Regions from separate parts of the Mus musculus genome. Here region 2 is linked to region 1. A link is a contact called in public HiChIP or PLAC-seq data. All regions are on one chromosome and are shown on one strand. Each heading gives the region's core, a stretch centred on a gene start, on an enhancer-like site or on the middle of the called end of the contact. The rest is flanking DNA. Distances are from core to core; before and after follow the strand shown. Region 1 holds the start of Bcas1os2 (breast carcinoma amplified sequence 1, opposite strand 2). Region 2 has its middle 53 kb from the start of Gm17619.

Region 1 (6,598 bases), core at 1,550-4,049:
CCTGTTTTTCCTTAGGAAGAATGAAAATGGCAGCCATCTTCCTGAGGGTGGGAGGTGGGGTGGGTGCTGAAGCTCTGCTCTCACACTGTCAACAGCGTGATTCCCAATCCCACCCAATCCACCCAATCCTCCTCCAAGACTACCGAAGAGACGGAGGGAAAGGACAAACATCCAAACCCTGAACTGGAGAAGCAGCTGTAGAACACGTCAAGTTCAATAGTGCTCTCTTAGGACACCAAAGAGGATCGCTGTCAGGAAGCTGCAGAAAGACCAGTCCCTGGCATCCACTGTTGTTTTGGCTTAAAAAGCTATTGTGCTCATACATGTGGTGGTTGCTTTCCTATTGTGGTGATAAAACACCGTGACCAAAGCAACGTATAAAAGAAAGTCTACTCGGGCTTATAGTTCCAGAGAGATAAAATGAGCTGTGGCAAAGCAGAGGCATAGGGTTGGAACTGGAAGCTCCGAGCTCATACCTTTCTTTCTCTTTTTTTAAAGATTTATTTATTATTATATGTAAGTACACTGTAGCTGTCTTCAGATGCATCAGAAGAGGCATCAAATCTCATTATAGATGGTTGTGAGCCATCATGTGGTTGCTGGGACTTGAACTCAGGACTTTTAGAAGAACAGTCAGTGCTTTTAACCACTGAGCTATCTCTCCAGCAAGCTCACACCTTGAACTCAAAGGAGAAAGCAGAGAAACGGCAATGATGAAAGCGTTTAAAGTCTCAAAGCCTCCATTGACAGACTTCCTCCAACAAGGCCACACCTCCCAAGCCTCCCCAAACAGTGTCACCAACTGGAGCCCAAGCATTCAAATAACAGAGCCTTTGGGGACATCCTCATACAAGCCACCACACGTCTGTATTTTGCAACTGAAAATTTTCCCAGGGGGTAGGGGGAGATGGGTGGCTCGTTTGGAAAACTGTTTGACTTCCAAGTGTGAGGACCTAAATTTCACCCCTGGAGCCCATATTTAAAAGACCAGGTGACACATGCTTATAGTCCCAGCACCGGAGGGACAGAAACAAGCAGATCTCTGGAGTTCACTGGTCAGCCAGTCTAACTAAGTTGGTGAGTTCCAGGTTCAGTTGACTCTGCTTAGGAGGCGAATGCATTCTGGGGAATGTTTCTCGCGGTGAAGAGACACCGTGACCAAGGCAACCCATAAAGGGAAGCACTTGACCGGGAGCTGGCTCACAGTGTGTTAGATGGTTAGTCTGTAACCATTGTGATGGGGAGCGTGGTGGTACACAGACAGGCATGGTGCTGGAGAGGCAGCTGAGCCCCCATACATAACCACAGGACACAGGAAGGGAGAGGGGGTGAGAGAGACAGAGACAGAGAGAAACAGACAGAGACAGACAAACGGATTGGCTTGTGCTTTTGAAACCTCAAAGCCCATCCCACTGACATACTTCCTTCAGTAAGGCCCCACCTCCTGATCCTTTCCTCTGACACTTTGAGCGTCATCTCTCAGACTGAAGAGCAGCATCTAACACTAATCCCTCAGAATGCATTTGAGCTCCTGTAAGGTTTTCTTTGTCGTGCGTGTCTGGTATGTGTGCTTATATATGTTTGCCTGTACCTGTGCACATGTGCACCTGAGGCTGATGTTGAGAGTCTTCCTTACGTGTTAAGGGTGTGGTCTCTTGGTTGAACCAGGGGCTCTCAGATACAACTAGCCTATGTTAGCCAGGAATCCTGTTTCCACCTTCCTCCAGTGCACTGGAATCACAAATGGCCGCCATGCCCACCCAGCCTCTTGGGGTCTGGGCTCTGTCTTCACACCTGCCGCTTGCATGGAAGGTGCTTTAGCCACCCGGCCAGCTCCCGACCCGCCTCTCATGTTATCAGGATGAAGTGTTCTGAGCTGTGCTGTGCTCTGTGAGTGTGTGCTGTCTGCTAAGAGAACATCCCAGTTGATAGCGGTGCAGTTGGGAGTCCCCGCTTCCTGAGCAGCTGGGAGGAGATGATACTAACCAATGAGCGCGCATCCTCACGTCACGTGGGAGTTTGAGCGCACCAGCACAGTTTGTGGCCAGTTAGAGCACAGCTCAGAGCCCCCTGAGGAGCTTGTTAAACACGGGTGGCTGAGCCCCAGGCCCAGAGTTTCTGATTCTGTGGATCTGGATCTAAGCAGATGTGAAGAACTTACATCTCTCTAACGAGTCCCCTGGTGAGTCTGGTGCCTCTGGGCCTGTGGCCACACCTTTGGAACCGGTTGCTTAGCTCACCTGGTTGAAGGAATCAAAGATGCAGATTTGACTAGGTACCGCCCTGTTGAGGAAGCCACTGGCTCTAGGGGGCGCTAAAGGATGGAGGATGGGTGCTCATTAACTCAACTCTCCTCCACTGCCTAAAAGTAGCAAAAAAAAAAAAAAAAAAGTTAGCAGGCAAGTTCATTCATTTATTCATTCATTCACTCATATCTCTAACCTCCTTTTCCTTCCAACATTACTTTCTTCCCCTCCTTCTTCTGAAAGAGGATCTCATTTAGCCTAGGCTATCTCATAGTCCTACTGCCCCCGCCCCTAAATGCTGGGTTTACAAGTGTTTTCCTGGGGAGACAGGAGCAAATGTCTATTTAGCTCATATATAATTTTTATTTCATTTATTTGTTTGATTGATTGTTGTTCCTTCGGGACGCTAATACTTGAATTCAGCAGACTCTGATGACACAGCCCCAGCTCTCCGAGTGACCCCTTTCCATTCCTGTCTGTATCCTAAATATCAAGGATAAATGAGGGGGGTTCACCGTCGTCATTGTCATCGTCGTCGTGCGTGCACCTGTGCACCGTTGCTGTGGTTACTGAAAGGATACTGTCTGTTTGTTGTTGTAGTCAGTGAGATCGAGCGAAGGGATCCCCCGCTCGGAAGAAAGTAACGTGAAAGACTCCAGCTGCCAAGTAAGTGACCGTGAACTCAGCCTGCGGGCAGGTTCAGCCTCGCGACCTGGAAGTTCATATCCACTTGTGAAACATTGCCTGGTTAAGCACCCACTGTATACCCAGCAGTATTGGGCTCTACAGACATGGTATGGGGCGAGTCCTCAGCGCTTCTCTCTCCATGTAGAAAGTTTCTTCCCAGACTTCCAGTGTTAGCAGAAATGTCACCTCCTCAAAGAGCTCCTGTGCCCCGCGGTCATCCCTGTCATAGAGTTTGCTCCCTTCTTGGTGCTGTAACAATTCTCATGTCTCTCCTGATCCTTCCCACCCATGTCTGGAACATTGTAGAGCAAGCAGGTGCTTCTAGGTTTCTCTCATCTTCTGTGGTGTCTGGCACAGAGACTTATTAGATCAACAATGCTCATCTCCTTGCTTTCTTTACTATTGACAAACAGAACGCTTGACATCTGTGCAGGTGCCTTCCTTTAAAAATGAGACCATGGGCTGGGTGGTGGCCCGCAGCCCTCTTCGTACAGGGTTTGCCTCACACATGGGAAGCCCTGGGCTCCATCCTGGCACTGCATAGAACCAGGCATGGTAGCACACGCCTGCAATCCCAGCACTTAGGAGGCAGAGGGAGGAAAATTAGCTGTTCAACATCATTACTAACCCCCTATTTTATAATACAGCACTCTTTTAATTTAAATAGATACTTCCATAAAAAATATCAGAGCTCTTTTGTTAACTTTAATAATACAAAGAAGTGCTTAAAAGCCTGTGTTTTAGACTCAAAGGGACTGGGTCTGATCCTGGCTTAAAGGGTTTTTCTGTTTGCTTGTTTTTATGGATTTTTTTGCTATAGTTGTTTGGAAAGATTGCCAATCTCCCAGTCCCTCAGTTCCCTTACCTAGGAGGATGTAGGGGACGCAGACTCCATAGAGCAAGCGTCCTGCCTAGATGAATCAGTACTGGGCAAGCACTAGGAACACTCCTGGTGTGGAGGCTCAATAAACAATTTAATGTCAGGGTAGGCTGCCAGAGCGAAACGCCATACAGTGAGTGACTCAAACCACAGGAATTTCTCTCACACGTTTCTGTTGGCTGGAAAGGCTACAAGCAAAGTATTGGCGAGGTTCTCTCCCTTGCATGCAAATGGCTGCCTTCCACCTTGCAGGGGAAACGGGAGGAAAGAGGAGGAACGAGGGAAGAAGAGTGCCCCCTGGTGTCTCTTCCTAGAATGACGCTAAGCCTATGAAATCAGCTCCATCTGTAGGACCTCATTTAACGTGAATTGTTACTTTGTTGCAAACATAACCACAAAAGGAATTCGTTTTCAGGGGGTGAAGTGGAGTTGCATGATTCAGCCAACTGCGGTGCTCCTTGTCATTATTGTCAAGCTGTTGATAGGGATTCACCATCCTATTATTTTGCTTATAGCACATGAATCTACAGCATAATTCAGATTTCTACTTCTATTAATAATTATGAAAGTATATGTTTTCATATGTTATGAATATAATATTAGAAATCATGATGTTTTCCATTTATTTTTTATACCTATATTGGACCCCCAAATCTACACACAATACTGGGCACTTTGGTGCCCAAACTTTCAAAGGTTCACCTTAGAAACACAGTAAACTTACTTTATACAAAAAGGAAAAGACAGGCCAGTGAGATCCCTCAGTGGGTAAATTCTGGTCGTGACACCCTGCCAACCTGAGTTTAAATCCCAGACCATACAAAAAGATGAATATCGTGGTACACATTTGTAATCCCAGGTCTCCTATGGAAAATGGGAGGCAAAGACATAATTACCTGGAAGTTCATAGGCCAGGTAGCCTGGAGGACACCGCACAGAATCAAAAGCAAGCAAAGACCCCCAAAGCAAGAGAGACCTGCCTTAACAGGTGGAAGGAGAGAACTGACTCTGAAAGGTGTCCTCTGACATGCTCGTGCACACACACACACATACACGATGCATACTGCACACACATGCACACACACATGCCACATACCATACATACTGTATATACATGCACATATACACACACATGCCACACACGCAGATACACTACACATACATAAACACATCCGTCATACACACAGAAATATACTACACATACTACACACACATACATACGCACATGCCATACACACAGATACCCTACACATGCTGCATGCATACAAACACATACATATACACATAATCCACACATACATACCACACACAGATACACTACACATTCTGCACACACATACATGCCACACACACCCACACTGTACATAGTGCATGCAAGTACATGCATGTGCACACACACATACACACACATACACACACACACTGTACATAGTGCATGCAAGTACATGCATGTGCACACACACACACACACACATTTAAAGAAAAAATCCAGTAGACTGTCTAGTTCATCTGGACCCTGCAAAGGGACAACGATATACCAATAATTTTAGTGGTTCTAAGACAGCAGTGCCATTAGTGGCACTGAGTGGGCGGGAAACCTCCTCCTGTTTATCTGGAGGCTCGAACGTCAGTTTGAGAACTCCATTTTTCAGGTCCTTGAGAAGTGATGTGTCCTCATCAGGAGATGACAGAGGCTTTGTTTCGTCTTAGAGGGAGAAGGAAAGTAGACACCCTGTCCTCTGAGGTTTGTCCTCTCATGGGTGCTTGTAGAAGCCTGAGCACTCCTAGCCTCAGGTGGCCTCCAGAGTCCAAATAAAATGAGACACGCCAGTAGCTGTCTTCTTCCACTTCCTGCTTAGATGGTTCGCATGTGAATATTTCTGGTGTGGGTTTTGAAAAAGAGTCAGACTCGAGGTAGAACAGTCAAGTCTTCAGTATGTAATAACAAAGGCATTCTTGCTCTCAAGTGAATAACCAGATTAAACCAGGCTTGGTGACACAGACTTGAGGAGCTAGAACAAGAGGATTTGAAAGTTCAGGACCAGGCTGAGGGAGAGAGTTCAAGGACACCCTGAGCAACTTAGTAATTAATTCCCCTGCTTTAAAGCTTCAAATGGTGTAAAGTATGGATGTAGCTTGGGGATAGAGCACCTGCTGAAATTATATAACAGCCAGGCAGTGGTGACCCAGGCCTTCAATCTCAGCACTTAGGAGGCAGAGGCAGGAGGATCTCTGTGCGTTAAAGGCCAACCTGGTTTACAGAGCAAGTTCCAGGACAGCCAGAGCTACATAGAAACCCTGTCTCAGAAAAAAAAAGTCAGAATAATAATCAGATTATCTTTTAGATTTATTTTCTTTTTAATTATGTGTCTTTTAATTGTGTGTTTGTCTTCATGTGGATATGATCATGTGAACACAGGCACTTGGTCAGAAGAGGGTGTCGGATCCCATGGAGCTGGAGTTACAAGTGTCTGTGCTTAATGTGGGTCTGGAGGACTAAACTCAGGTCCTCTGCACGAGCAGCAAGAGCTATTAACATCTAAGCCATGTCTCCAGCCCAAGAAACTAGGGATGCACTGGGGAAATAAACAATACATACATACATACATACATACATACATGTATACACACATGTATACATTAGCCATGCCTACATACATCCTTATACAGTAATACGTATATACATGCATATACACATACCTATATGCACAAGTACACAAATTCATTTTTAAGCCATTAAAAAGAAAATGTAAACATGGCGGGGAAGAGGCACCCAAAGGCCTGC
Region 2 (6,598 bases), core at 3,014-5,513, 110 kb after region 1:
GGCATGTGATGTTTTGCTGGAAACAGACCCTTGAGAGGTCGCATGGTGCTTAGAAAGAGTATGAATAGACCCACAGACAGTGAGAGGACACTCTTGCATTGCTAGGTCATGCAACGATTTGCCGGTCTTTGCTCATCTTCTTCGTCGGTCTTCACTTCGAAGACAGAAATGTACCAAGAACTTCTTGTGGTATTTCTGCTGGCTCTGACTGATTCCGCCGACTCATACCAATTCCACAGAGCCTTGCTGTTTCTGCTGGATCCTGGATCGGGCCACCACTACTGATCTGTATTTAGTGTTTGGTGTTGAACTGGCATGCTGGTATCCTGACAACAAAGAGCGGAGTCACTGCAAGAAACTACTTCTAAACATGTCCACAACCCCCCTTTCTTACTAACCTTTTTTTCTTGCCTCTGGTTGGTGGATTAGAAAAGAGGTTTAACCATTTAAAAACTCTAAATAAAGTAGGTTTTGAAAAAAAACAAAACAAAACTAAGCCTACGGGAACTGAACTCTGGTTCCCTGCAAGAGGAACAAGTGCTCCTAACCACTGAGCCATCTCATCAGCCCCTGAGATAGTGAAGACCCACTGGGTTGCACACAATGACTTCACTAAGTGAGCAGATGCAAGCATTACATAACTTGTAAAGCTCCGTCTCAGGAATACAGCGAGACCTGAGGAGGAACCAAAGCAAGGAAAGAGAAGGGTTAAAAAGGACTCACTTGCCGGGAGGTGGTGGCGCACACCTTTAATCCCAGCACTTGGGAGGCAGAGGCAGGCAGATTTCTGAGTTCAAGGCCAGCCTGGTCTACAAAGTGAGTTCCAGGACAGCCAGGAATACACAGAGAAACCCTGTCTCAAAAAAAAAAAAAAAAAAAAAAAAAAAAAAAGAATCACTTGGCAGGTCCCTGCTGCTCACTCTGCCTCTCTTCATCCCTGCCCTGTCCTTCCTGCAACATGCATGGACCAACTCTCTACCACAGCATTGTCTTGGTGACAAACATCTGCCCCTCTGCCCCAGACTTACATACTACAGCCTTGGTCATACAAAGACAGAGAGACTGGCAATCCTTTAGGCAGATTCCATTCTCCCGAAAAAGGAGAATCCAGTGCACTAGCTCCCAGCATCCGTCAGCCATCGACAGCAAGGCAGAGCCATGGAGAACAAACACAGAATCTAAGAATGACTTCTTTTGAGACCGTAGACCTGGGCCAAGCAGGGGAGGGTGGAAGAAACTCATGAGTAGGGCTGATCATCTGATGGTGAATCTCTTAAGTGTATTTCCCTCCTTGTAAGAGGGGCAGTGAGATTGGGACTGGAGACGTAAGTCGGGAGCTTGCCAAATATTCATGAGGTCCCAGATCCTAACCCAGCACCATAAATAATAATCATAATCAGCATCATGACAATAATAAAACATCAAGTTCCTTCCATGGAGAAGGCTTGTCAGCAAGCTTGCTTCCCTGTGGTCATCCCTTTTCCTGGGAAACATTCCTGGATCCCCCAGGATCCCTCAAGATGACAAGGTTCCCAAGGGATTCAGCAACCCGACCTTCCCTGCACTTCTTCCTTGGCCCCTGAAATGCTGGCAATATCCCCACTAAAAATCATCTCTACAACAGACGTCCATTTTCAAATTGTGGGCTGCCTACTTCATTTAAATTGCTTTCTGTTCTACCTTCCTCGGAGCCCACAGGCATCTCTTGCAGACCAGGATCTTGTGCTCCTTGCCAGCCCTGTATGTCTGGCTCGAATTAAACTTGTGACCACCTAGTGGCCTCACAGAACTTCCCAGGAACTGCCGTCTGTCCATCACCCACTGCAGGCAGCAATAACGGATGTCGGAGTCCACACCAGTTCCTGGTAAATTTTCTTATTCCTTCCAGCCCTTCCCATGAGGCTTCAGGGACCGCTGGGAATCCTGAGTCTCTCATACAAATATTTGATCTCCCAGACATTTCACCAGTGGGTCTTCCGTCGTCAGCACTGAGTCAGCAGAGTGTCCAGAATAGATCAAAGACAGCCCCACAGTCTGTCATCGAAGACCTCCTGAGTTGCTCTGACTCAACCGGGATGCTATGAATTTTGTCCCTAAGACAGGAAAGGTGGTTGCCCAGATTGTTCTGTGTTTCATTTTTTTTAAAAAATAAGAACAGAAAAGATCTGCTAGGATCATAATCTAAGACATCAAGCATAGGGGAGCCCTCAGGAGCACTTCAAAGCAGTTAGCGAGGTGTGGTCATGTTTTTCTGCACCAGCTGGGAGGGATTCTGAGTCAGAGCTCCTGGATGTGTAACCAGGGTGGCAGAGCAATAAGAGTTACAGCTGGGATTCGAATGTAGGCTGGTGACTCATAGCCTAGAGGGTTCATCTCTATACTGAACCAGGAAGCTGCTTTCTTCTTCTTCTTCTTCTTCTTCTTCTTCTTCTTCTTCTTCTTCTTCTTCTTCTTCTTCTTCTTCTTCTTCTTCTTCTTCTTCTTCTTCTTCTTCTCCTTCTCCTTCTCCTTCTCCTTCTCCTTCTCCTTCTCCTTCTCCTTCTCCTTCTCCTTCTCCTTCTCCTTCTCCTTTTTCTTCTTCATCTTCTTCTTCTTCCTCCTCCTCCTCTTCCTCCTCCTCCTCCTCCTTCTTCTTCCTCTTCCTCCTCCTCCTCCTCCTTCTTCTTCCTCTTCCTCCTCCTCCTCTTCCTCCTTCTCCCTCTCCCTCTTCCTCTTCTTCCTCCTCTTGCTCCTCCTCTTCTTCCTCCTCCTCCACTTCTTCTTCCCCCTTTTGTTCCTCCTCTTCTTGCTCCTCCTTCTCTTGCTCCTCCTCCTCCTCCTTTTTCTCCTCCTCCTCCACCACTGCCACCACCATCATCATTCAAAAGGCCAGGAAGTGAATATCTCAGTTAGAGGGACCACACAGCCACACAGTGTGGGCCATGTAAACACTATATATCAATGGGTGAGGCCCTCTTCAAATACAATTTTGATAACAAAACAGGCAATAGAAATATCTAGTCCTAATCCCAGCATTTAGGAGACAGAGGCAGGAGGATCTCTATGAGTTCCAGGGCAGCATAGTATATATAGTAAGTTCCAGACCAGCCAGGGCTATACAGTGAAACACTGGAAGGAGTTGGAGGGTGGGGAGATAGAGGACAGACAGATGGACAGACAGGCAGAAAAAATTGGAGAAGGGAAGACAGACAGACACAGATCCTGTTCATTACCACAAAGCTATAAAAACAGGGAAAGGGGCTGCACAAACAGGGGAAGCAGGCACTGGGGCTGGGACTGTGTGTCAGGTTCTCAGAGGAATGACAGCTTGCTGAATGCTGCTGTTAGGGAGCTGGGGAAAGAGCATCCATGAGAAGAACAGGGAGATGCCAGGAAGGCTCAAAGAGGAGAGAACAGGGCTGCGGATGGAGAGTCATTGGTGCAGTTGGTAATTTCCAGGAGAGCCAGAGAGTGCTAACAGGGGCTTCATCTGCACAGCCAGCCTGCTTAGCCAACAAGCTATGAAGATGTAAATGAAAGCAGGGTCCTCGCCTCCCCAAGTTACTTCCTCTGGTTAAGGTGTCTATCACAGCACCAGGAAGGCAAACCAGGGCGCCCTCCTATGTCTTCTTGTCCCCTGAAAGGAAAAAGGAGTTTGTAACCAAAACAAAAAGCACAGAACTGCTCCTGAACCGTGCCATAGTTCAGTTTAAGTCACTGTCTTGACTCTGGGTGATACTGGGGTGACAGATAACGGTGCATCATTTGTCAATGCCTAAAGCTAAGAGGACGGAAAAGAAATCCTACAGGCATCCCCAACTTCCGAGTTCTCCGGCTTCCATGTTTCACGATGCCACTCTCACCCGCCAAATGATCGGGTATCCGGAGATGTGTCTCCTGACATCAGCCCCCACTCCCACGCTGGTGAGTCAGAACACTAAATTCATGAAGACAAATTTGATTAAGCTTCACGCTGTGGTGACCAACAGCTATTTTTCTTGAGGCATTGAATCCAAACCTCTCGGGTGTGGGGACGAATGAGCCAGGCATTGCTGGGCCAAGTCAGGGCAGGGCTTGAAGTATAAGTCTCAGCACAAGCAGAGAGCTCCTTGGTTAATCTTTTATTCAGGCACAGGTCCAGGGGCATCACTGATTAAATTTTTTTATTTGGGCACAGGCATTGTTTTAAGGGGTAATTACAGACAATCCATATACAGGCATGCCTGGGCAGCTTCTAAGAGGAAAACTTTAGACCAAATTCTGGATCCCAAAGAGATCCTCCCATTGATATGTTAATCATCTCCTGTGTGCCAGCCTGCTGCGAAGAGATACTTACTGGAACAAAGGAGAAGCCTGTGGGAGAATAAAGCGGGGTAAGTGGTCTCAGACTGTAACCCCTATCGATATTGACAGGAGCTGGAGGAATTCTGACCCATTCATGGGTTTAAAGGGACAATCAAGCAGGGTATGGTGGCTCATGCTTGTAATCTAGCCATTGAGGGGACCTGAGGTAAGAGGATTGCCAAAAGTTCCAGGCCAGCCTGGGTATTTAGTATTAAGACCCTACCTCAGGAGGGGGGAAAAATGAGGCTGGAGAGATGGCTTAGCTAAAAAGAGTGTGTACTTACTGTTCCTGCAAAGGACCTGAGTCCTGCACCCAGCACACAGCACACAGCACCCACCGCACTGCCTGTAACTCCAGCTCCAGGTGACCTATTTAGGCATATTCACATACACAGAAACACAAATACATATAAATAACAAGAAGGAGAAGGAGGAGGAGGAACAGGAGAAGGAGGGAGAGGAGGAAGAGGAAGAGAAGGAGGAGGAGGAGGAGAAATAATAAAGGTCCATTATGAATGACTCTATCTGGAATCAACTGGCATTTCCACTCCATGCTCTTAGCACACACAGCACAAACATTTGGGCATTATCATTCCACAGAAAGGCAACCCTTGCACAGGAAACAAATAAAAGCCACCTGCCTATAAATCAAACTGACTACAATCAAATACTGGTCACCTGCCTGTGACTACATTCCCAGAGTTAATGATGAATTCACAGATTGTGTGTGTGTGTGTGTGTGTGTGTGTGTGTGTGCGCGCGCGCGCGCGCGCCCTCACACAACTGTGGTGTGGGGGATTGAACCTGGGGCCTCTTGCATGCTAAGCAAGCACTCTGCCACTAAGCTATATATCCCAGCCCTTAATAATTGACTCAGAGAGTTCATATACGGCTTTAACATATACCAGGCATCATACTAGGATCAGAGGATAAATACTAAAGTGAATGTGTTTGGCAAGGAGTTTATATTTCTAGGGGTAAAGAATCAATAAATCATTTTCTAAATAATAATAAATTGGATTTTGTGGAGTACCACAAAAAAAAAAAAAAGGTCCTAAAAAGGAGGAGAGGCAAGCCAGGCATAGTGACACATACCTTTGATCCCTGTACATACCTTTGATCCCTGTAGAGCCAGGTGGATATTTGAGGCCAGCCTGGTCTACATAATGAGACCTTGTCTCTAAGAAGGGAGGGAGCCAAGAGCTAAATGGGCCACAGAAAGGTCTTTCTAAGGAAGTTAGATATACACAGGAAGATGCTCAGACTAGCACTGGGTAGCCTACAGGGCAGCTTCCTTCCCATCTAGGAGAGGAGGCACGTCATGCCTGAACTCAGAAGTTTTCCCAGTGTAAGCTGGACATAGTAATTCATTCCTGTGATTTCAGCATTCAGGAGGCAGAGACAGGGAGATTACTGAAAGCACAAGGCCAGCCTGGTCTACAGAGTGAGCCTGGGGCCAGCCAGGAAACGTAGCAAGATCCTGTTGCAAAAGGAAAACCAAGAATTGAAAAAAACAGGCTGGAGATGTAGTTCAGTTGGCAGAATATTTCCTAACACGCATGATGCCCTGGGTCCAAGTCTCAGTAAAAAAAAAAAAAAAAACCAGAAACAAAAAACAAACGAGACGTAGTGGAAATGGACATAACCATCTGGAGAAGCAGAGGCAGGCAGCAGAAACCCAAGCTTAAAACCCAAGCTCATTTGAGCTGCATAGCAACTTAGAGGCTAGCCTTGGAGACATGAGAATGTACAACAGTGGTTCTCAACCTTTCTAAAGCAGTTCCTCACGCTGTTGGGACCCCCAACCATAAAATGACTTACATTGCTCATAACTGTAATTCTGCTACTGTTATGAATCACAATGTAAATCTCTGATATGCAAGGTATCTGACATGCAGCCCCCATGGGAGTTGAGACCCACAGGCTGAGAATGGCTCCCCTGAGGAATGAAGGGGAGGGGAGGGGAGGGGGGAGGGCAGGAGGGACAGAATGTTGTTGTCCAGCATCTAGATTATGCTGGGTGAAATCGTGTCTTACCAGCGCCAAGACCCAGTAATACAGGTCCATGTGATCAATGACAGTTCATGAAAAGCTGATGAAGGGTTGATTAAGCTAGCTCAGTGGATAAAAGAGCTTGCTACCAGGCCCAGTGATCTGAGTTTGAGACGTGGAACCCAGAGGGTAGAAGGAGAGAACCACTTCCAAAGGTTATCCTCTGACTCCCACGGGTGTGCCGTAGCACGTATATAACACACACGCATGTGCGTGTGCACAC

The links. HiChIP or PLAC-seq counts read pairs in DNA pulled down with a chosen protein or histone mark.
Region 2: a contact with region 1 is called in an H3K27ac HiChIP or PLAC-seq map of embryonic stem cells, with 14 read pairs. The contact joins the enhancer-like site here to the promoter of Bcas1os2 in region 1. A contact is called at or near these places in 4 of 39 promoter capture datasets (the C10 cell line, liver and pre-B cells), 3 of 15 datasets of contacts at CTCF or cohesin (CD8 T cells, large pre-B cells and pro-B cells), 49 of 484 Hi-C or Micro-C datasets (the 63-12 cell line, B cells, the BV-2 cell line and 39 more), 13 of 115 datasets of contacts at active chromatin or transcription factors (the 230-238 cell line, CD8 T cells, DN3 thymocytes and 7 more) and 4 of 9 other capture datasets (adipose tissue, embryonic stem cells, liver and 1 more).

Annotation. Positions count from the first base shown.
Region 1 is chr2:170,352,562-170,359,159 of GRCm38.p6, reverse strand. It overlaps Bcas1os2 (breast carcinoma amplified sequence 1, opposite strand 2), which reads right to left and starts at 2,799. Exons shown (of 8, transcript NR_040610.1): 1 at 2,762-2,799; 2 at 2,241-2,362. It overlaps Bcas1 (breast carcinoma amplified sequence 1), which reads left to right. Exons shown (of 13, transcript NM_029815.2): 11 at 2,847-2,912.
Region 2 is chr2:170,243,551-170,250,148 of GRCm38.p6, reverse strand. No RefSeq gene overlaps it. Among named protein-coding and RNA genes, the nearest start is that of Gm17619, 53 kb to the right of the region's middle. Within about 2 kb of position 4,263, at least 58 of the 459 cell types and tissues checked have an H3K27ac peak or open chromatin away from gene starts, as enhancers often do. A contact at or near this core is called in the 63-12 cell line, the N1E-115 cell line, acute myeloid leukemia and 7 more, where this site is marked.